4 separate regions of the Mus musculus genome follow, and all the other regions are linked to region 3. The links are chromatin contacts, called in public HiChIP or PLAC-seq and promoter capture Hi-C maps. All regions are on one chromosome and are shown on one strand. The core of a region is the stretch at or near the end of the contact, and the rest is flanking DNA. Distances in the headings are between cores, read along the strand shown.

Region 1 (5,030 bases), core at 686-3,185, 1.9 Mb after region 3:
TTTGTCTTCCATTAATTGGTTATTTTAAAACCTTAAGACAGGATTCGAAAGATGTCCTCGGTGTGGAGGGAAGGCGACTTGGGTAAACGGAGCAAGGTCTCAAGCAATTTAGCAGGGACTAGGACACATGTCTTTCCTTCAGGGTCTCTGAGAAGGCTAAGCACGGAAGGGGTTGCAGATCATACAAATTAATATATATTCAAAGACATTAGTTGGTCTACATGGACATTTTTTTCTTTACACTGGGCCTCAGGAACCCCCTACCACAACAGGCAGCCTGTGGTTAAGGCACATCTCGAAAATGGGCAGCACCAAGAAGCCTTGTCCTCTCTGTGGGCCAACCCATGACCATCCTATCCTGTACTTCCTGCCTGATTGCTATCTGGGTTTCTATAGGAACAAGTGGAGGACTGCACTGTACTTCTGTGGAAGAAAAAATTAGATCTGGGGCAGGAAAGGTCAGGGGGATTCATATAGATAGGTTCAGGCTCAGTCATCACTGAGGCCTGGAACCTAGGTACAGGGCTGTCGGGACATTTTATTTATCAAATGTCATTTGTTAACACTAGTGAAGGGTGGTGTGGATTCAGAAGTCACTGGTGAGCATACAGTTGTAGGCCAGCCAGCATTACAAAAAAAAAAACAAAGTGCCAAAGGCAGTGCATGAGAAATCCCAGTCCCCCAGGCATAAGCCTCTTGCTACAGAACAGGCAAGGGTCTGGGTAGTAGCATCCACTAGCTTTTAAAGCCACATACATACCTCAGGTTTCCAGCAAGCAACACAATTTCCTCCTGAAGCTGAGTGCCCACGAGCTGTCCTGAAGCACCAGCATGACTTACATGATCAGACTAAACTTGGAACCCAAAGAGCTCGCTCTCCAATCTTCTGGCGCCCTTTCTTTGCAGGAACTTGGGTAGACTATGCTTAAACGATGAACAAACAATTCCGTGCACTCTTGACTAATGTATTTTATATGTATCTGTGGTAACTTGACTGCCTGGTGCCAGATTCTCTGGAATTGCGGTTCCAGATGATTCTGAGCTGTCATGTGGATGCTGGAAATGGAATCAAGGACCTCTTTTTTTGTTTTTGTTTGTTTTGTTTTCGAGACAGGGTTTCTCTGTATATCTGTAGACCAGGCTGGCCTCGAACTCAGAAATCCGCCTGCTCTACAGCGTGAGTTCCAGGACAGCCAGGGCTATACAGAGAAACCCTGTCTCGAAAAAAAAAAAGAAGAAGAAGAAGAAGAAAATCCCTAAGGACCTCTTTAAGAGCATCCAGTGCTCCTAACCACTGAGCGATCGCCCAGCCCCATTGCTACAATCTTAAACCGGATGTCACCCAATGCTAAGCTAACTTGTAAAAACTGAATTTTGGCAAAACATCTGGAGTCGGTTCGGGCTTGGCTTGCCATCTGAGCGTGATTGTAATACCCACCCACCTAAAAAGGCATGATTGTAATACCTGCGCTGGGGAAGCAAAGGCAGTAGTTCAAAGCCATCATCCTCTACATAGCGAGCCTGAGACCTTGGGGAGGAGGAGGGACAGACAGCTTGTAGGCATTCCAGTGTGGGAAGAGTTGAGAAAAAGCGATCCACCACTCACACAGCTCCAGGAGGTACAACGCACCCGAGGCTTCAAAGCTCTTACTCCTGCCCGTAAGCTAACGCGCTGCTTAACGAAACCGCTAAAGTAGACGCGAGGCCCGAAACGGAGAGCTCCGAGCACGTGAACAGCTTGTGGAAACACACTGTGCTTTATTAAAAAGGGGAAAGGGAGCCCTAAGGATAGGACAGTCAGTATGCCCAACTTTGATGGCCGGTGAGCACGCCGCGCATGCGCGCCACTACCTCGCGCTCCGGCTGCGCACGCGCGTCTCAGAGTCTGTCGGCCGCGTAGACACAACTAGTTGAGCGTCGATCCGTGGCCGCTGCAGAGTAATCGAGCGGCCTCGCCCCCAACGGTCGATCCTGCCTGGCGGTTCGCAGGCCTGGCTCCACATGGGGAGCCACTCTACGGGACTCGAAGAAACGCTCGTAGGTTTTGGAGTGCCAGATTTGAGAGCCCTCCTGGGGTCTGGGATCCGGCTTAGGGGCGGCGCGCTAGGGACGGTGGATGTTCGGATCCTGGCTGAGCAAGTCGTTTCCAGGGCGGCCTCTTGTAAAAGCCAGAGTGGGAAGAACTGTAGAGAAAGAACGGGCTCGGGGCACAAGCAACTCTAGGAGGAGAGGAATGCCTCCAGAAGAGGGAAAAGTCCATCCAGGTCACTGGGCTATGACAGTGCCCAGAGCTCCTCAGGGTCTTAGTTTTCAACCACATTGGGAAGGGACAGGAGAGGCCACTTCATTCATTAGCAGCCTTGTTCCTAGCAAGTGCCCAGCAGGTGTTTTTGGAATGACTTGTAGAAATGAGTATCCAGTTCTGAGATTCCTGAATTCACCCCTCAGATGTTTTTATGTATACCCTGTGCTTGAACACAACTGTAATTCTCCAACAGGTATGTTCTGGAAGAGTCCTTCTGGTTCTATTAACCCAACCCGCTATGCTGTAAATTCATCGTGACGCCAGGCGGCTTTAGGACCCTGTGGCCTCGTTTGTGCCTTCCCGGGCTGCTGTCCGTTTACTTTAATGGTAGTTCTTTCCCTCTTTTCCAGGGAGTCCTCCCGAGCTGGCTTTTCTGCAAAATGTTAAGATTTTTGAAACGGCCTCTAGTGGTGACTGTTGACATCAATTTGAACTTGGTAGCTCTGACTGGCCTGGGACTACTTACCCGACTATGGCAACTCTCCTACCCTCGGGCTGTGGTGTAAGTAGAGATCGGGGAGGAGAGTCAATGATCCAAGAGTCATTGTAATTAGTGACAGGAATCACCTTGCCGTACAGTGCAAAAGAGAGACATTCTGGGTTTCTTGGATCTCTTGGTGATGGATGTTTTAGCAGTGTATTGCTCAGGGTTCTCTAGAGTAACAACTTAAGAAGAACACTATGTTTGCATGTGTGTATATGTAAATAAATATAATATAGTATACATATATACATATGATTTATTGGAATGACGACTTACTGGCTGCAGTCCAGCTAATCCAACAATCGCTGACTGTGAATGGAAAAGTCCAGGACTCCAGTAGTTTTCTGCTCAGTCCACATGGCTGGGTGTCTCAGCTGGTCTTCAGTATACTCTGGCTTCCCAAAGAAGTGGGCTCTAGTGCCAAGGAAGGAATGGTCTTGCTAGCAAGGCGAGGGCAAGCAGGCTCAGAGGAAAACTTCCTACTTCTGTGTCTTTAAATAGATTTTCAGCAGGTGTGGTGCAAATTAAAGGTGTGTCTTCCCACCTCAAAATCTGGATTAAACTAGTGTTCCTTCCTGCCTTAAAGGTCCAGACGAGAAGTGGATCCATCCATTTTAAGCAAAAGATCTCTCATAGATGTACACTTAACTTCTGGATTGTAGATCATTCCAAATGTAGTCAAGGTGACAACCAGAAATAGTCATCGCAAGCAGTGTGGGTATGGCCCATTTGTCCCCCAGAACAACCACTAGAATACATACATTTTAGGGCTTACCTTATAGGACTATAGTAAGAAAGTTTTGGTCTGTCAGTTTCCAGCCTCACTTTTCCTTAGCCAGTTGAAAGGTGTCGGTTTGATGAATTTGTTCGTAAGGGGAACTATGCTGTTGTTATTGAGAGGGTATGTATATTAGCTAATACAGGCATTCTCTTCTACTTTGTTTTTTTTTTAAATACTTTAAGTTTTTTTTTTTAGATTTATTTATTATTATATATAAGTACACAGTAGCTGTCTTCAGATGCACCAGAAGAGGTCATCAGATCTCATTACAGATGGTTGTGAGCCACCATGTGGTTGCTGGGATTTGAACTCAGGACCTTTGGAAGAGCAGACAATGCTCTTACCCGCTGAGCCATCTCGCTAGCCCTCTCCTACTTTGTTATAGGGGTCAGATATATACATGGGTAGACTGATGACCTCAGCAGCCCCCTTAGAGATTAATTTGAAGAAGATTCTAGACATATGTATGACTAATTCACTATATACGTCTGAAAGATGAGGATTATTTAAGAGTATACGTGTGTCTGTCTGTCCATCTGTGCATGTGCACATGTGCCTTCAGACTCAGAAGAAGATGACAGATCCTCTGGAGCTCAAAATCCAGGTCTTTGAGATCTGCCTGAGTTCTGGGATCTGAACACAGGTCCTCCGTTTACAATCAGCACATGCCTTAACCATCTCTCCAGCTCCAAGATGAGGATTCTTTTTTGTGGGGGAGGTTGGGGGTTGTTTGGTTGGTTGGCTTTTGGTTTTTCGAGACAGGGTTTCTCTGCATAGCCCTGGCTGTCCTGGAACTCACTCTGTAGACCACGCTGGCCTCAAATTCAGAAATCTGCCTGCCTTTGCCTCCAAAGTGCTGGGATTAAAGGCGTGTGCCACTACTGCTTGGCAAGATGAGGATTCTTGAAAACAAAGAACACATAACCACGGTAGCGTTATCACACTTAAGACCTAATGTCTTTCATTATCTGAAGAAGCTTCTGTGTCATTCTTCCTTCCGCATTTGACTCCCTTTCAATTAGATCTTCAGTTCTGCTCCAGTCCACAGCTGTAGAAAGGTGCTGGTGGCCAGTGAGAGTATGAGATGGGATTAGCCTCAAGGCTCCTGGTCAGGAGGTTGACCTACACATACCTAAGTCAAAAGCTGTGGGGAGGCTGGGGAAGTGGCTCAGCTGGGTAAAGCACTTGTTATACAAGTGTGAGGACCAGAGTTCAGACTCCCTCACATGCCATGTGGGCAGTGTGTTCCATCTGTAATCCCAGCATGCTGCCAGCTAGGCAGGGACTCTCTGGAGCAAGCTAGCTAGGCAGACTAGCCAAATGACAAGCCTCAGACTGATGAGTGTCTCGGTAGATAAAATGGAGAGTGGCCAAGGGCCTGCACGTATGTGCACACACTTTCATACACGAGCATGCCTACACATAACTGCCTGTATATCACATACACATCCATGCAGGGG
Region 2 (5,637 bases), core at 2,850-5,349, 1.9 Mb after region 3:
TGGGGAACCTACATATGCTGGTCCTCAATGGGGTCTGCTGCTAGACTCCAGGTGTGAGCGCTTGCCAGTGGCCAACACCCCAGGGTGATCTCCTGGCTCGGGGAAGGTCCTCTTGTGGTTGCGCCCGTTGGGCCCGCCTCGGTGCCGCTTGCACAGGTCCCCGTTGAGGATGTCCTGGATGTGTTGCACGATCAGGTTGATGGCCACTGTAATCAAGGGAAGGTTCAGAGGCTCACTCCCACCCCACTGCAGCCTCCCCTCTCTCCCCTACCCTGCAAAACACTCATGGTGCAGAAAAGCCACTGGGCCTTCCAGGCTCACAGCAGTCCTGATCAGCCAGCCTTATGTCTCACCAGGCAGAAGGCAACCAACCGGACAGGCGCAGTCCAACGTCCTGGCTTGGTCTGCTGTGAGGGTACGTGGGACTGAGCACATCTCAACAGCCTGACATGCCCCGCCCAGCAGCTCTATGTGTTTGGAAAGTACACATGAACCCATGTCCCAGATAAACAGCGACTGGCCCCATGCACACACTTGGGCGGCCTCCGTAGCCAAGGCAGGAGATGAGAGTCTCTGCTTCATGGTTTGGGTGTGGGGCTGGGGTTTTCTTACCCATATTATCAACTCCTCGAGGGATGATCACGTCAGCGTACTTCTTAGTCTGAAAGACAGAGAAGGCTCTCTTGAGGCTGGTCACTTTAAGGTACTCAGGCACAGGGGCTGATAGCCTGGATGTTGGTGGCACTGGCAGGTTGGGACAGCCTCGGACAGGTGAGAGATGGGGTCTGAACAGTGAAGGAGAAATTTAACCCGGACTGAACCTGCGAGTCAGTGCTGTACTGTGCTTGCCTGATTACAGTTTAATTGCTGTCCAGGGTAGGTGACACCACCCACAGTTCCTGGCCTCTGAAATTGGGACTAAAGTTGCAAATGTCCTGTAGGAGTGAGCCTGACAGGGCAAGAGCTGTGCCATGCATGGGCCTGCATGGAGGCATGCATGGCACTTGGCACCTGCATGCTCTCAGGATTTAGTTTTTTAGGCCAGTGACACTGCAGCACACACAACTGAGACAAGCAGAGAGAAAGGCTGCTGAGAGAACCTGGTTGAACCAGACAAAGCCCAGAGAAGGTGAGGGTATACTGTGGACCCAGGGTGGGTCCTGATGCTGTGGGTTTGGGTCAAGGAGGCCTGTCCCCTGTGGCAGACAAATTGCTGAAGGCAGTAGAGACTCTTTCCATGAAAGGTGAGAAGAGCAAACCTGAGCTGGTACCCACTGTGGCAGGATCACCAGGTGGGGTGAAGAGGGACTGAAACCCACTCCCCTTCCCACCAGCCTGGGAAATGCTTTGGAGCGGCTTGCAGGATGGGAAGAGCTGAGTCAGGAAACTGGGGGTGTCAGTGGTACCACAGGAAGAAGGACAGAGGAGCCAGTTGTCCCTGCTCAGCTCACGCTCAGGTGCAGGGCTGGGGTTTCGCTGCCTTTCATCATCTACTCAGCAAAAGGCCTACAAGTAAGAGACTGCAACAGCCTGGACTTCACACATTGCACTCTGCAGAAACTTCAGAGAGCATAAGTATTAAAGAAAAAAATAGGTTAGCACACTTTAGGTGCGTGGGGGCAGTTCAAGACGGGTTTCTCTATTTAACAGCCCTGGCTGTCCTGGAACTCACTCTGTAGACCAGGCTGACCTAGAACTCGGAGATCCACCTGCCTCTGCCTCCTGAGTGCTGGGGTTAGACGTGTGCGCCACCACTGCCTGGCAATGGTGTGCACTTTAGTCCCAGCACCCGGAAGGCAGCTCTTTCAGCGGCAGCACAGGGATTTGGGTCCCGTTTTCCTAGTTCACAGGGGAGTGAGCAAGACACACAGGCCAGACTTGGAAGAGAACAGCTCATACGGGCACACCGGGGTCTAGCCTGAGACACATAGGCCAACAGTGCAGATAGCTCCCAGGCGGACAGAGCTGAGAGCCATGCAGTCACCCCAGGGTCTAGCCTGAGACACACTGGCAAACAGTGCAGACAGCTCCCAGGTGGACAGAGCTGACCCCCAATTTTGAGTTTGAATGCATAAAGGCAATACCGGCAGGCAGAACTCCTCAAAGGCTGGTTTCACAAAGGCGGTGTACTGAGTCAGGATCTGCTCCAGGTCCCTTCCTCGTTGCACATCCCGGAGAACTGCAGCAACAGGAACAAGGCACCATCATATGCCATCCTCCTTGGGACTCCTGGAAAACCCCAACCCCAGCCAGGGACCCAGAGGCCCTTACCTCTTCGAGACAGCCTAACATCAGAGTCTGTGTCCACAAAGAGGCGCAGGTGGAACATGTCCCGGATCTCCTGGGTGTAGAATACCAAGATGCCCTCGAACAGAACCACATCAGCTGGGTAGACCACAGTGGTCTCTGGTAACCTGCCAGGGAGAGACCAGGCTAGGCCCTGCTTGATGGCCCGCTCACATTAGTAACAAGGGGCCTGAGTAGAGGACAGTCCATGGAAACAGACTGCGATGGGACCCACCACGGGACTGGGTGTGACAGCCCTCCCAGGAACCACCTGCTTACCTTGAGTGGGTCACAAAATCATAGGTAGGGACCTCGACAGTTTTGCCTTCAACAATGTTTTTCAGGGTCTTGTGCATCAGATCATTATCAAAAGCATCTACAAAAACAGGAGAAGCCCAAACTGCCCATTTGCTCTGGTGCAGCAGAGGAGGAGGACCACCTCTGCCCAAGGGCAGCGCAGCTGGGAGCCAGGGGTGCTGAGGACCCCACAGCACACCCCAGGATGAAGGGTAAGGTTGTCCCACCAGAAACTGGAACAAAGACTTTCTGATTGGCTGACACTGGGGGAAAGAGATCATTTGAGCCTCTGCTCCTCTGTATCTGGCAAAACAAAGTTAAGAGTCCTATTCTCTGACCTTCAGGAGTCCCTAGGAAAGCTTAAACCTTCAGGAACACAGGCCCCTACCAGGCCAGGAAGCTCCAAGGCCTGAGCCCCAGATTAACCTCTGTTTCTACAACTGGCCTCCCTGAAGACTGACTGCCCCGAGACAGCTTGGGGAATCCAAAGGTCAGGCAGGCGGTAGGTAGGGTGTACAAAGGGCTCCTCAGCAACAAGGTGCCAGGCAGAGATTTCAACACATCAAGAAGCGATCCTCAACATCTCCTGGCTCCTCCTTCCTAAGTGGCTCTAGCAAAAATCTTGAGTCACTCCAGGCTCATGGAATTCAGCAAACCCTACCTTTCTGTGGGCCCACTACCAAGGGAAATGAGGGTAATGTTTCACGGAGCCCCATTGCTGCTGCATTCAATCCCCGCCCCCCTTGGCAGTTGGTGTCCAGCAGTTCTCTCTGGACAGCCTCAGTCTGGCACTTTGCATCCTATGTACACATCCCTGGACAGCCTCGGTGGCAGTCTGCATCCAACAAACATCTCCTACAGCCCTGGTCCAGCAGTCTGCATCCATACACATCTCTGTATCTGTCTGGCAGTCTGCAATCTCTGTAGAGCCCATATCTCACAGCAGTTTATCCTCTACCCCCAGCTCTCCAGGCAGACATTCTCCAGGTACCTGGGTGGTCAAAATTGTACTGTCCCTTCAAAGCCTTGGCCTTCTGCTCGGCCGTCAGAACCTTGTAGAAGCAGTCCTGGCTCAGGATGACCAACTTGCGCTGCCGGCGGTCCACTTCGTTCTGTCCCAGCAGCTCCATGATCTTCTCACACACTGTTGACTGGGGACAGAAGGTGCCAAAAGTGAGCTTGTGCACTGAGTGACCCGCCAGCCCCTGGGGACGACCCCCTTAGCTGCTAGCAACAGGTGCCGCGGTTGGGCCAGAGGCAATGGCGCCCCAACCAGCGGCCTGGCAATCCCTCCGCGAGGCCCAGGCGCAGGGCGCTCACCTTGCCACTAGCGGTGCCGCCGCTCACGCCGATGAGGAACGGCCGCGGCTGGGGACGATCGGCCTCGGGCGCGGCGCTCTCCGAGCCGCCGCCTCCCGCCGAAGCCATATCCGGAGCGACGGACATACATTCACCGACTCTGCCCGCTCCCGCCTGGACGTAGTGACGGATGCTGTGCGCATCGCTTCCGGGGACATGAGCGCATGCGCGCATGAGGCGCGGCACTCAAGGCCGTGTCCCTGAAGAGCCTCAGTGACTCCAGAATGACCCCTTTACCTGGAGGCGGGGCCTGGATGGGGCTCCACCTCCCGACGAGACGCACACTCAAGTGCTGGACTAGACCAAGGTCTCCAGCCCACTGACCCCTATTTCCCTAGCACAGCCGAGATCCTGTCACCCACAGGGTTAGGACCGTCCCTGCCTTATGCTTAACCCCATCAGTGCCTCCTGCCACGTGAGAACGTGTCATCCTGAGACACTTAGGAAGACCTCCCTCTCCCTGGCGCATTATTTAAGTATCTATGAATCTGTTAAAATCTCTTGATTTTTAGACAGATTCTTACCGCATAGCCCTTGCTGTCTGGTACTCTGAAGCCCAGGCTGGCCCCAAACATTCTCCTGCCTCAGCCTTCTGAGGGTGGGAGTAACAAGCATGTACCACCATGCCTGGCTTTTTAAAAAAAGGAAATATTTATAATAATTTTATTTATATGTGCTTGTGTGTGTGTTATGGGTCTGTGCACATGACTGAAGTGCCTGGGGAGTGTCAGATCCCCATAAGGCTGTAGTTACAGGCAGTTGTGAGCTGCCCATTTTAAATGCTGGGAACTGAACTCTGGTCCTATGCAAGAGCAGTACACTTTTTTTTTTTTCCACTTTACTTTATATGTATGGCTGTTTTACGTGCCCGTGTTTTTGTACCACATGCTTGGAGTTCCCACAGCGACCAGAAGAGGGAGTCGGTTCCCTCTGGTAGTGAACTTTCTAACAGTTAAAAGCTACCAGTAGGTACTGGGAATTGAAACTAGGCTTCTGGAAGAGCAGTCACTCCAACTCTCACTCCAACTCCAACAACCTGGCTTTTAAATTCTGTTGTTGTTGTTGTTGTTGTTTTGCTTTCTTTATGACAAATGTCTCATTGCGTAGCCCAAGCTGGCCTAGAACTTGCAAAGGAGATACGAATGGCTCTGAACTCACAGTGAGAGACCTCCTGCTTCTGCCTCCTGAGTACTAAGAATAAAGGCGTGCGCCATCATGCCTGGTCTTCAATTCTTCCTGTGAGCATTGATTGCTCCTGACGTTCATTTGCTATGAATACTTAGGGGGTTGAGAAATGGGGTGGAGCACTTACCTGGACGCTGCTGGACTCTCCAGTCTTGCTGCCTGCCTCGAGCAGAGGTGCTGCCAGTCCACCAGCCCAACTGCTTTTATGTCAGCACAGACTTGAAGCACTTGGTTGAGGCCTTAAGACAACCATGGAGTGGCCAGAGCTCCTGAAAGACCCAGCCTCATCCAGGCCTGTTTTAATTTGTACCAGACTTTTCTATCATAAGTCTCTAGATGGCCTGGGCCAGAGTGGGAGCCTGGAAGGAAAGACTGAGAGAAAAGGATTGCTCGTTTTGAAGGAACAGCTTCAGACAGGCTTGTGAGAGTCAGGCGATGAACATGAGACTCAGGACTGCAAGGAACAGCCATGCCACCCAGATGCCACCTAGCTGTCCCTCGAGCCTCTCT
Region 3 (5,175 bases), core at 64-2,563:
ACACTGGCTGAAAAGGATCAGTAACTGGAGGCTGGAGAGATGGCTCAATTGGTAAGCCCAGTGTATTGTTCTTGCAGAGAACTAGGGTTCAATTCCCAGCACCCACAGAATTCCTCTCAGTTGTAACTCCAGTTCCAGGCGATCAGAGGTCGCCCTCTTCTGGCCTATATAGGCACTACTTGCACCTTTTACCAAAAAAGTTCACTTTGGCCTTTATTTTTTTCCCCTGATATTCAAATAATAATTATTTACTAATTTAGAATTTGGATGTAGCTGGGCAGAGTTTCACATGCTTGTATATAATTCCAACACTTCGCCGGGCAGTGGTGGTGCACGCCTTTAATCCCAGCTCTTGGGAGGCAGAGGCAGGCAGATTTCTGAGTTCGAGGCCAGTCTGGTCAACAAAGTGAGTTCCAGGACAGCCAGGGCTACACAGAGAAACCCTGTCTCGAAAAAGAAAGAAAGAAAGAGAGAGAGAGAGAGAGAGAGAGAGAGAGAGAGAAACCCAAAAAACCAAACCAACCAACCAAACAAACAAAAAAAACCCCAATAATTCCAGCACTTCAGGCGATTGGAGGCAGGAGGATCAAGAATTCAAGATCAGCGGGCAGTGCGGTGGTGACACCTGGCTTTAATCCCAACAGAGGGCAGGAGTTCCAGGACAGCCTGGGCTACACAAAAAAAAAATCGCCTCAGAAAATAACAAAACAAAACAAAAAAAACCAAAAACCAACCCAACCAACCAAAACCCCAAACCAAACCAAACTAAAAAACAAACATACAAAACCTGCTAGTCTCCAAAGCATAGATCCTTTAGGAACCCTGTCTCAAAAAAAAAAAAAAAAAAAAAAAAAAAAAAAAAAAATCCAAAACCAAGAAACCAAACCAAACCATGCATAAATAAGGGTTGTAGATGTGCGTGTGCGTGCATGCGTGTGTGCCTGTTGGTGTGAGAGTATGTGTAGCGCAGGAGTTTGGTAATCAGGTGTGACATCCCAGTGACAACAACGCTGAGGACCAGCGTGTGGCAGAGACTCTCTAAGCAGCTGCTTCCCAGAAAGCCCCAGGTGTCCACTAACTCCACCGCCTTTTTAGTGTCCGTGTGTCTGTCTAATCCTAGTGACCAATCGGAGGAGAGAAGAGGACATTCCACACTGCAACCACACTTAGGGGGCGGTGCGAAAAGCGAGGGAGGCGGAGTCTGCGTGATCACGTAGCTCACCCCATTGGCCAAGGGCCTCGCCGATGCGGAGCGATATGGAGACGCTCATTGGTCAGAGCTGTGTTGGCCGGCCCGAGGCCACGCCTTCCCCATCCAGCGGCGTGGTTTGGTTGTATTGCCGCCTGGAAAGGAGACGCTGCCCTTCCCCAGCGATGGGATCCCTGGTGAGTGACGGCCACTGCGCGGGCGACCAGATCAGCAGGGCTAGAAGCGAGGCTTGCGGAGCATGGAACCCGGCCCACGCCGGGGTCTGCGATCCAGCCAGCCCGCGAAGGTGTCCAAGGTGGGATGAGTGGATCCCCTGGACCAGGCGGCTCGAGAGGATGCGTGGCTCCGTGGGTGGAACGAGAAAGGAGCTGGGTCAGAGAGGAGACTCCCGGGCCTGGAACGCTGCGAGCATCTAAAAGTATGGTCGCGGGCACCTCCCCCCCCAGGTGTGCCGGCTGTGGGCAGCGCTGTATGTGGACAGCGGTCAAGGATGTCCTAGGGAGGTCGGGGCCAAAGCAGGAAGGTCCCTGCCCAGGCTCCGCAAGGAGCAGATACTGAAGCTTGGAATATTGTTGATGTTCACTGTGGGGTTGCCCAATGCCCGGCTGCGTGGGATCCCACAGAGATGTGCAGGGGTGGGACAAACAGGACATGAGGCAGAGTGAGCTGTAGTACTGCCTGGTTCTGATAACACAGCCAGGTCAAAGTGGGACGAGAGAATGCTCAGGCCAATTAGTAGGGTTGGCTTGCACAAAAGAGGAGGGCCTGGATTGGAAAGCCGGGATATCAGGCCTAAGGTGCCAGGGTGGAGGAGCAGATAACCTACCTGCTCAAGAATGTGGAGCAGGATTGGTGGCCAGCATTAGAATAGAGAGACAGGTAGGATATGATGATGAGCTTGGACCCTTCCTTCCTCTTGGGCACAGACAAGGCTAACTGGACTCACCTGCAAACAGATGCCAGGCCTCCCCTTCCCTCTCTCCTCCTGCCTGGATCCTAGAATAGGCTCACCTCTAATACCAGGTGGCCTTCCCAGACGTTCAAGGCCCTCAGGTTTGATACAAGCAAGCAGCAGGCAATGGCTAGGGTGCTCGGCCCAGCCTCGGTCCTCATCTCTCAAAGCCTCAGTATTCCTATCCTTGCGTGCTCTGAGAAGGACTCCACTGAGGCCTCACAGAGAGCTAGTGCGCTGGCTTGTTGAAATGCTCTGAGAAGTATATCTCCTGCTATTTGATGTCCTTGTCTCTCACTCAGTGCCCTGCCAGGCTGGAGGCACATCATAGCCCACTTAACCTCTAGGCAAAAATGTACCCTGCCCTTGACAGTGTGGCAATTTCTTTAGCCCTTGAACCTCACTCTGCCTGCCAGCCCTCTTGCCCTCTCCCCTCCCCCCACAGCCCTAGGGCCAGCCTGATAGGGCTGTATGCCTTCCCCCACTCACCAAGGATAATCTGTTCCTTGTTCATGTCTTGTGCTGGCCTAGTGACTTTTGGTCATCATCCCAGAGAGACAGGGTCTGTCCTGGCCTATGGTGTTCCTTCCTCTGAAGATCTCAGAAAGCATCCTTGAACTTGAACAAGACCCCTGCTGCAGGGTCTTGGGGTCTCAGAATATGTGATCAAACATCTCATCTGGCTTTGGGTCTTAGTGGGTCTTGGGCTATCTTTTCTCTCTGTGTCTCTGCTGGGGTGCACTGCCTGTTCCTGCTGTGTTAAGCAGAACCCAGAGTCCAGTAGACCTTGACATACCCTCTCTTCACCACTTAGCAACCGATGAGTTATTTTGGACTCCTGGCTTAGGTTGGACAAAACTCAGTTTCTTCATGAGAAGGTGGGGAGAGTCAGGGAGAAACATCTGCCCATATAGCTGTCATGACTCAGTTGGTTCATAGCAGGAAACACAACACTTGGGGGACAAAAAGTAAGAGAAGTATCTAGAATTCAGATCCAGCCTGTGCTACAGTATATGACTCTGTCTCAAAAATAAATATAAGTCAAAACAAAACAAACAACAAAACCCCCACCACCACAACAAGATCAGCACAAATATTTAGGCCACAGGAAGTGAAGCATTCCTGGCTCTGAAAAGGATGTCAGTCTGCAGCCTGAGATCTTTATTTAGAAGATGGCCAGTGTTTTTAGAAAGACTGAGAAAGTGCAGAAGGCCCTGAGTTAGGGGATGACCTATTTATCTCCCGGTCTCAGGGTTCTTTCTATGCCAACATGCCACGCATGTCTCCCTCTGCTGCCGGGCTTATAGAGGTGTCTGTGGGGTATCTGGCTGCTTGCCTGCCTGTGGGGGCAGAGGGCTGGGGCCTGGTGTTCCTGATGCACGCCTGCTGTTCATTCAGCCACTGGAGGCACTATTTTTTTCCCCCACTGCTTCACGCTAGACAAGTGCTTTAAAAAATTTTGAGACAGGGTCTGCCCAAGTTGCCCAGTCATTCTTTGAGCTTTTGATCCTCCTGCCTCAGCTGGAATCACAAGCCTGAAGTGCCCAACCTCTGGGGCCTCTCTTGTTTATATCTCTGTGTGCTGACATGTGCACCTTTCTGTAAAAAACAAAACAAACAAACAAACAAACAAAACATCCCATAGATGAGCGTTTTGCATGTGTATATGTCTGTGCACCATGAGTGCCTGGTGCCTTCACAGGTCAGAAGAGGGCAGAGGGCATCAGGTCCCCTTCAGCTGGAGTTGTGACAGTTGTGAGCTAGCATTTGGGTGCTGGGAATTGAATCTGGGCCTTCTAGAAGGATAGCTAATGTTTTTAACTTGCTGAGCCAACTTTTTTGGTTTTTCGAGACAGGGTTTCTCTGTATAGCCCTGGCTGTCCTGGAACTCACTCTGTAGACCAGGCTGGCCTCACACTCAGAAATCCGCCTGCCTCTGCCTCCCGAGTGCTGGTATTAAAGGTGTGAGCCACCATGCCTGGCTTCTGGTTTCATTTCTGTTGCTGTGATAAAACACCCCAGCAAAAGCAATTTAGGGGAGGAATGCTTTGTTTTGCCTCACAGTCCCAGGTGATAGTCCATCATTGTGAGAAAGTCACAATGACAGGATCTCATGACAGCTGTCCATGTTACATTCAGTTAAGAGGCAGAGAGCAAAGAATGTGTGTATGCTTTTACACAGTACATGGCCCTAGCCTAGGGAATGGTGCCACCTACTGTGGATGGGTCTTCTCACCTTTACTAACGTAGTTCATTCTTCGTGGACATGCTCAGAGATCCATCACATTCAACCTTGGATCCTGGGGAGCTCGGTTGTCAGGCTTGCTCAGCAGGTTCTTTTATTTGCTTAGCTATCTCACTGCCCCCAAGCTTGTTGGCAGAACTGGGTATTGGACATAGGGAGGTGAGCGCTCTACCACTCATGCCCTGTATGCACCTTCTGTGTCTCACTCGGTCATCTGTCTGTCAGCTTTGTGGAAGGACCTGTTATGTGTGCCCCTGTCCTGCTGGGGAGTGGATGGTACCCAGGACCCAGCCAGAGACCAGCTGAAGACATTCTCCTTGCAAGCTCTCACCCCAGGAGGTCCCGTCTCGGGTGGTGGACCTACCATGGCATTCCGGAGGACTGAGGGTATGTCCATGATCCAGGCTCTGGCCATGACTGTGGCTGAGATTCCAGTGTTCCTGTACACAACTTTTGGTCAGGTAAGATGGGTGTGGTCCTCTCTAGGGGTCCTCATTGCCTGAGAGAGCTGAGTCCTTGTCAAGGCTATGTGGCTTAGTTAATTTCTTACTGTGTTATTATAATTCCATGTGTCTTAGTTAGTTTCTCATTGCTCTGTTGAAAGACCAAAGCACCTTAAGGGAGAAGGAGGTGATTTGGCCTCATGGGTCAGTGCATCACAATCCAGTGTGGAACGCATGGCAGCAGAAGCTGGAAGCTGGCTGGTCGCAGCATCTGTTCACAGGAAACAGGATGTCAGAGGGATGCTAGTGTTTAGCTCGCTTTCTC
Region 4 (5,713 bases), core at 675-3,174, 1.9 Mb after region 3:
AACAAAACAAAAAAAAAGAGGTCTTGAGTTCAGTTCCCAGCAATGGTAGCTCACAAGCATCTGTAATGAGATCCGATGCCCTCTTCTGGTGTGTCTGAAGTCAGCTACAGTGTACTCATATACATAAAATAAATAATTTTTAAAAAATTAAAATCAATTATTAAAAAAAAAAAAAGCCAAGGCCTTTATTCTCAGTACTGGGAGGCTGAGGCAAGCACAACTCTAAGTTCAAGGACAGCCCTGACTCAATAAAACCAAGTAATAGTAATTTTAAAAAGAATACTTACTGTTTTTTATGTTGGCATCCTCTGCAGCAAATATTGTGCTGGGATCCCTGATTCTAAAATCAAGGTGGTACTGCAGGCTGGAAGAGATGCCCGTCTGCCTCCCGAGTGCTGGGATAAACGCCTGCACCGGCATTGCTTTGCTTACTGTGCTCTTTTTTCTCCGAGTCCCCATAATTTATCCTGGCTCTCTAGCATTTTGAGTTGCTAAGGCAGGAGGATGAAGAGTATTAAACTAGTGTGGGACCACAAAAGGGCATCCTTGAATACAGCCTGAGTCTGGGACCAGCCTGCCTCCATCTGAGGCTTAAAAGCCATCTTATTAAGTACAAAATACACTCAATCCTCTTTATGATTAAACCTGCTTCTCAAGGAATTGGGCTATGCCCCACCTAAAACCTTAACTTCAAATGGTTCTGCATGGCCTGTTACAGGGATGGCAGTCTTGTCTTTGTTCCAAAAAGTTGTTTATAACCATCTTGCAACCCCACCTTTGTTTCAAAAGGAAGACCTTGTTCTGCCCATCTTGCAATCATGTCTTTGAGGAGGTCATTTGGACTAACGGGTATGCTTATGTTCTGCCTCTGTAACCCCACCAAGTCCCCATTTAGAAACCCCCTACCCCTGAACTCTAAAAAGCCTTGTCGTCCTCAATCCGAGGCTGACTTTTCGAGCTCCGCCTTAGGGACCCGTTTACACGAATTAAAATGTTTGCTTTAACCAACTGTTTGCTTTGAGTTGGCCACTATGATTTGGGTCTTTCTCCTCTAATCTTTGGTATTGACAACTGTCTCAAAGGGAAGGGGTATAAAAAAAAAAGAAATTACTAAAAAGAAGCGAATCATCTAAAAGAGTACTTTAAAAATTCATCTTTTGAGGATGAGAAATGAATAACTTTGAGTTTTGGGGGTGGCATTGGGAGTGGTCAGCATAAAGATGCACATATTTCTTGACTGGGGAACCATGCAGGGACTGGTGGCAGGCTGGGTGAGGGGACAAAGCAACGAGCAAGAGCGGTTGGAGAAGCGTAGGCATCGGGCAGGTAGGACTGGGAGGGGAGGAACCCATGTCTGAGAAAGGAAAGAGAAGGAGTGGAATTAGGAAAGGGCTAAGCTTGGAGGCGACCGGCGGGTGCTGGGATGCAGAGGGGTGGGGCTGATATACTCACCGGTGATCGGTAGCCGCCATGGTAAAGTCGGCTGAATTCTGACTCACCCCTGGGGAGGAACCCGAGAAAAAGGCTGATGAGGATGGGGTTACCGAGGGGGCGCGGGAGCCGCAGCTGCAAGAGGTTGGGTCGGGACCCAGCTACTGGGATGGGGTGGGGGTCTTTGGGGTCGGGGTGCGCATCGTGGGAAGGGGAAAGTGTGGAGAACGGGTTACGGAGAGGCCTGGTGAGGAGGCGTGAGGGGTCGGGCAAGGGCTGGAAAACGAAGCGCGGCGCGCTCCTCACCCACCTCCTGAACCCTAAGGTCCGGGGCACCCGGAGTGGGGTGGGCTTAAACTCGGAAGGGTCCAGGGTTGGGGTTAAACGGCTGCTTCAGGGAACTAGAAACCGACGACGGAGACCACCAACCGCCCCACGTCAGGCTGCGCACGCACCAAGTTAAAGCGGTTCCGCCCCTGCTTCCCATAGGCCGCTGTGAGGGGTCATGGCTGCGCGCGCAGCTCTCGTCGTTAACTCCACCCGTCGCTCAGGCCTCGCGACCGCGTGGCCACGCCTCCCTGTCGTTCATCGTTCTCATCAGCCAATGGGCTTGGAGAAGGTAGGTCACGCTGGGTTTCCGAGCGTCCAAGGGGCGCTCTGCACCCGCCTTCTCTGGCCCTTGTAGAGAAGCCGTAGCTTCCGGAAGCAGTTTCGCGGTGGCTGCCGGGATCGTGGTGATGTGGCCCCCCCGCTTCCCCCCTCCCCGCCCCGGGATGTCGGAAGAAACCAGGCAGAGCAAATTGGCTGCGGCCAAGAAAAAGGTAAAGCGCTCCGGGTCGCGGCCCCTTGACCCCACCCGAGCTCCTCCAACGGCAGGACCCATGACCAGAGTCCGAGTCTTTCCCGAGACACACGGGTAGAAGAACCCCTCAGCGCCCTGGGCTCCCCCAGTGAAGTCTTCTCAGCCAGCCCCGCCCCCTCAGCAACCCAGCCCCCGCCCTCTCAGTCGCCCCTAGGTGACTTTGGTCAGTGACACAGGGTCTCTTAGCCCCCGGCTCCGGACGCTCCAATCCAGACCTCCCAGGGCACCTGTCTCCAAGGTCCTCGGTCCTGGCCCTGTAGGCGACTCGGGCGTTGGTAGTATGGAGTGGAATGTAGTTACGTCACAGTCCCCCCTCGAAACTGTCATTACTACTCCGAGTCTGGTTTGGATTGCTCCACCTGCTCACCTAATGTTGTTGCCCCTTTTCCCGTTTCTCTGGTGGAGAACCCATTTCCACCTGGAAGGGAGCCCAAGTGTGGAATCTAGTGCGGAGACGCTGTAGGCGCCCGCATTCCCTTAACTTAGCATTAGTGTGAGCACAACACTGTCAGCACCCCTTGCTGACATGGATTGGTTTGGTTTGGATTTGGTTGTCTGCTCTCTAGAGAGACTGTAATCTCTCTGGAGCAAAACGCATGTTATAGTGTTGATCAGTGTCTTGGGGAACTGAACTTAACTTAAAATTCAGCCAGAATGTCTTTTCCAACTGGGGTGGTGAGAAGCACGGGATGCGGGTGAGGCATCTCACGGGAAACATCACTTTCCCATGCTTCTTTTGAGAGAAAAAAACCATAAAAGTCTGGTTTGGCATTTTCATAGATTTGTAGAGACTTCTCTCTGCGATGACAAGGGCTGTGCCCTTTCTGTTCCCATGTTCACTAAAGCCGTGGCTTCACGGTTTCTGCCCTTCTGTCATGTTGTAAACTTAGGAAGCAGGTTTAGGAAGTACTGCGGTGTACCTTTAGTATGTGTTGCTAAAACGGCCCCAGTGGAGTTAGGAGTGGAGCTGAGTTGTTAGGGTGTTTGTTTAGTATATACAAGGGCCTGTTCAGTACTCAGCGTAGTTTGCAAGAGTGGTGGCCTACCATGTATGAGGCTCTGGCTTGGATCCTGCAATGGCATTAGCTGGGCAGAGCAATGCATGCCTCTAATTTCCAAGACTGGAGGTAGAGGCAGAAGGATCAGGCCTTCAAGGTTATTTTTGTCTATATATGGAATTTGAGACCAGCTTGGTATATGGCATACCCAATATTGGGGCTGGAGAGAGGTTCAGCAGGTAAAAGCACTTGTTGCTCTTGCAGAGGACCTGGGTATAGCTCCCTTCACCCACAAGTCAGCTAACAACTATCTCAGCTAACTCCCTGGCTAGATGTTGTATATTATGCCCTCTTCTGGCCAATTAGGTTACTGCATGTACATGATGTACAGACATACATGTAAGCAAAAACAAACAACTACCCTCATATACATACAATCTTTTTAAAAATTAAATTAGATTTTGTGTTTGTTTTTGAGACAAGGTCTGTGTATTCCTGGCTGGCCCTGAACTCAGATATGCCTTTCTCTACCTGCCTAGTACTGGGTGAAAGGTGTAGGCCACCAAACCCAGCAATCCTGGTTTGTTTGTTTTCTTTTTTGAAGGGAAGCTGTATATATATGACTCAGTATTAGAATGCTGGGCTCTCATGCATAATGCTCCAGGTTCAGTCCCCAGCACTGCAACAACAACAAAGAAACCATTGATGTACTGGGCAGTGGTGGTGCACGCCTTTAATCCCAGCACTCGGGAGGCAGAGGCAGGTGGATTTCTGAGTTCGAGGCCAGTCTGGTCTACAGAGTGAGTTCCAGGACAGCCAGGGCTACACAGAGAAACCCTGTCTCGAAAAACCAAAAACCAAACCAAAACCCTCATTGACGTGAAGTTGCATTGAGAGTACTTTGGCTTTTGACAGTGCGATGGCTCATGGGTAGAGTATTTCCACACAAGCAAGGGGACCTGGGTTTGGATTTCCTAGATTCTATATAAAACCAGACATGGCAGCATGAATCTGTAAGCTTAGATGTCTGGCTAGATGAATGGTGGAGACAGAATTTTTAGAAGCTGAGGGGCCATCTAGCCTGGTGTGTGTGGTAATGAGAGACTTGTCTGAGAGTGGGAAAGAGGAAGCAACACTGAGGCTGTCCTCCGACATTGTTGCATGCACCATGACATAGCTATGTATCCTTTCTCACAGTGTGCATACATATATGTTTCCTCTGACAATCCTGTATATGTCATAACATGCATGTGTTCAGGCACACACACACATACACACACACACACACACATATGTTATAAGGATATGGTCTTTGAGAATTATTCCCAGCACAGACATGACGGTTCACAATCATCTGTGATTCCGGTTCCAAGGGTTCATGCTCTTCTGAACTCTGTGTGCACCAGGTATACATGTAGTACGCGCGCGTGCACATACACACACACACACACACACGGGCAAAACACTCATGCACATAAAATATACTTAAAAATAAATAAGAATAAAGACGGTCTTCTGTTATATAGTTGCTTGGCCTGGAACTTGCTATGTAGACCAGGCTAGTCTTATCTCATCATAGATATCCCTCCGCCTCTGCTTTGAGGGCTAGGATTAAAGGGGAGCACCACCATGCTAGCAAGAGAAAATGTCTGAAAAGAGGAGTGGGGTTTAAGGTCCAGGATACATAGTTCTTGTCTAGTAGTTCATGTGTTTGCCTGTTGTCTTTGGAGTCTGGGGATCACTGGGGAGCCCAGGCTGGCTCCCCTCTCATGCCTCCTGCCTCTCCCAGGAGTTGGGATTATAGATAGGTGACAGCACACCCAGCCAATTCCTGCCAACTAAATGTTTACTCTCTGGTCTCTACCTTTAGATTTTTCCCTTTGGGAGCTGCAAACCCCAGAGCAGGGCATCAGAAGATTTGAGTTTAGATTCCGTGTTTGCCTCTGTGTGTATGTGTATGGGCATGTGTGTATGTTGCTGGAATGGAATTTAGGGCCTCTTGAATGCTAGCCAAGTATTCCACTGAGCTACATTCCCAACCCAATTACTACCTTTTTAGCCATGCCATTTCTTCTGCCATTAAGAGGTCATTATTATATCTTGTAGACTCGTGGTACCATTACATGAGACTTACGTACATAAGAGTATTTTTATCGGGCCCTGGAGAGATGGCTCATCAAATAAGAGCACTAAGTGTTCTTCCAGAGGACCTGGGTTTGGTTCTCAGCACCTACATGACAGATTGAAACTACCTGTAACTCCAAGATCTGACACCCTCACACAGATAATACATGCAGGCAAAACACCAATGTACATTTTTTTTAAAGTATTTTTATAAAAACAGCATAGAAAGAGACCAGGCATGAAATATTCCACTCTGTAATCTAATTTGCACAAGGGCCTAGGCCTGATTTCCAGGACT

Evidence for each region. Promoter capture Hi-C pulls out the DNA fragments that hold promoters and counts their contacts. HiChIP or PLAC-seq counts read pairs in DNA pulled down with a chosen protein or histone mark. Capture Hi-C pulls out chosen DNA fragments and counts their contacts.
Region 1: a contact with region 3 is called in an H3K4me3 HiChIP or PLAC-seq map of embryonic forebrain, with 6 times the contacts expected there. The contact joins the promoter of Pomt1 here to the promoter of Miga2 in region 3. A contact is called at or near these places in 1 of 39 promoter capture datasets (hippocampal neurons) and 4 of 115 datasets of contacts at active chromatin or transcription factors (embryonic forebrain, embryonic hindbrain, embryonic midbrain and 1 more).
Region 2: a contact with region 3 is called in a promoter capture Hi-C map of liver, with 3 times the contacts expected there. The contact joins the promoter of Uck1 here to the promoter of Miga2 in region 3. A contact is called at or near these places in 1 of 39 promoter capture datasets (liver), 1 of 115 datasets of contacts at active chromatin or transcription factors (astrocytes) and 2 of 9 other capture datasets (adipose tissue and liver).
Region 4: a promoter capture Hi-C map of liver shows a contact between it and region 3, with 6 times the contacts expected there. The contact joins the promoter of Swi5 here to the promoter of Miga2 in region 3. A contact is called at or near these places in 3 of 39 promoter capture datasets (hippocampal neurons and liver) and 1 of 9 other capture datasets (adipose tissue).

Annotation. Positions count from the first base shown.
Region 1 is chr2:32,234,705-32,239,734 of GRCm38.p6, forward strand. Pomt1 (protein-O-mannosyltransferase 1) reads left to right here and starts at 1,936. Exons shown (of 20, transcript NM_145145.2): 1 at 1,936-2,037; 2 at 2,656-2,807. The coding sequence starts at 2,002.
Region 2 is chr2:32,256,006-32,261,642 of GRCm38.p6, forward strand. It overlaps Uck1 (uridine-cytidine kinase 1), which reads right to left and starts at 4,100. Exons shown (of 7, transcript NM_011675.2): 1 at 3,904-4,100; 2 at 3,575-3,734; 3 at 2,566-2,662; 4 at 2,272-2,414; 5 at 2,085-2,179; 6 at 613-661; 7 at 1-206. The coding sequence starts at 4,029. The coding sequence ends at 25.
Region 3 is chr2:30,362,920-30,368,094 of GRCm38.p6, forward strand. Miga2 (mitoguardin 2) reads left to right here and starts at 1,314. Exons shown (of 16, transcript NM_001242407.1): 1 at 1,314-1,386; 2 at 4,633-4,868. The coding sequence starts at 4,773.
Region 4 is chr2:32,286,145-32,291,857 of GRCm38.p6, forward strand. Swi5 (SWI5 recombination repair homolog (yeast)) reads right to left here and starts at 1,925. Exons shown (of 5, transcript NM_175190.5): 1 at 1,742-1,925; 2 at 1,453-1,501. It overlaps Golga2 (golgi autoantigen, golgin subfamily a, 2), which reads left to right and starts at 2,182. Exons shown (of 26, transcript NM_001080968.2): 1 at 2,182-2,252. The coding sequence starts at 2,205.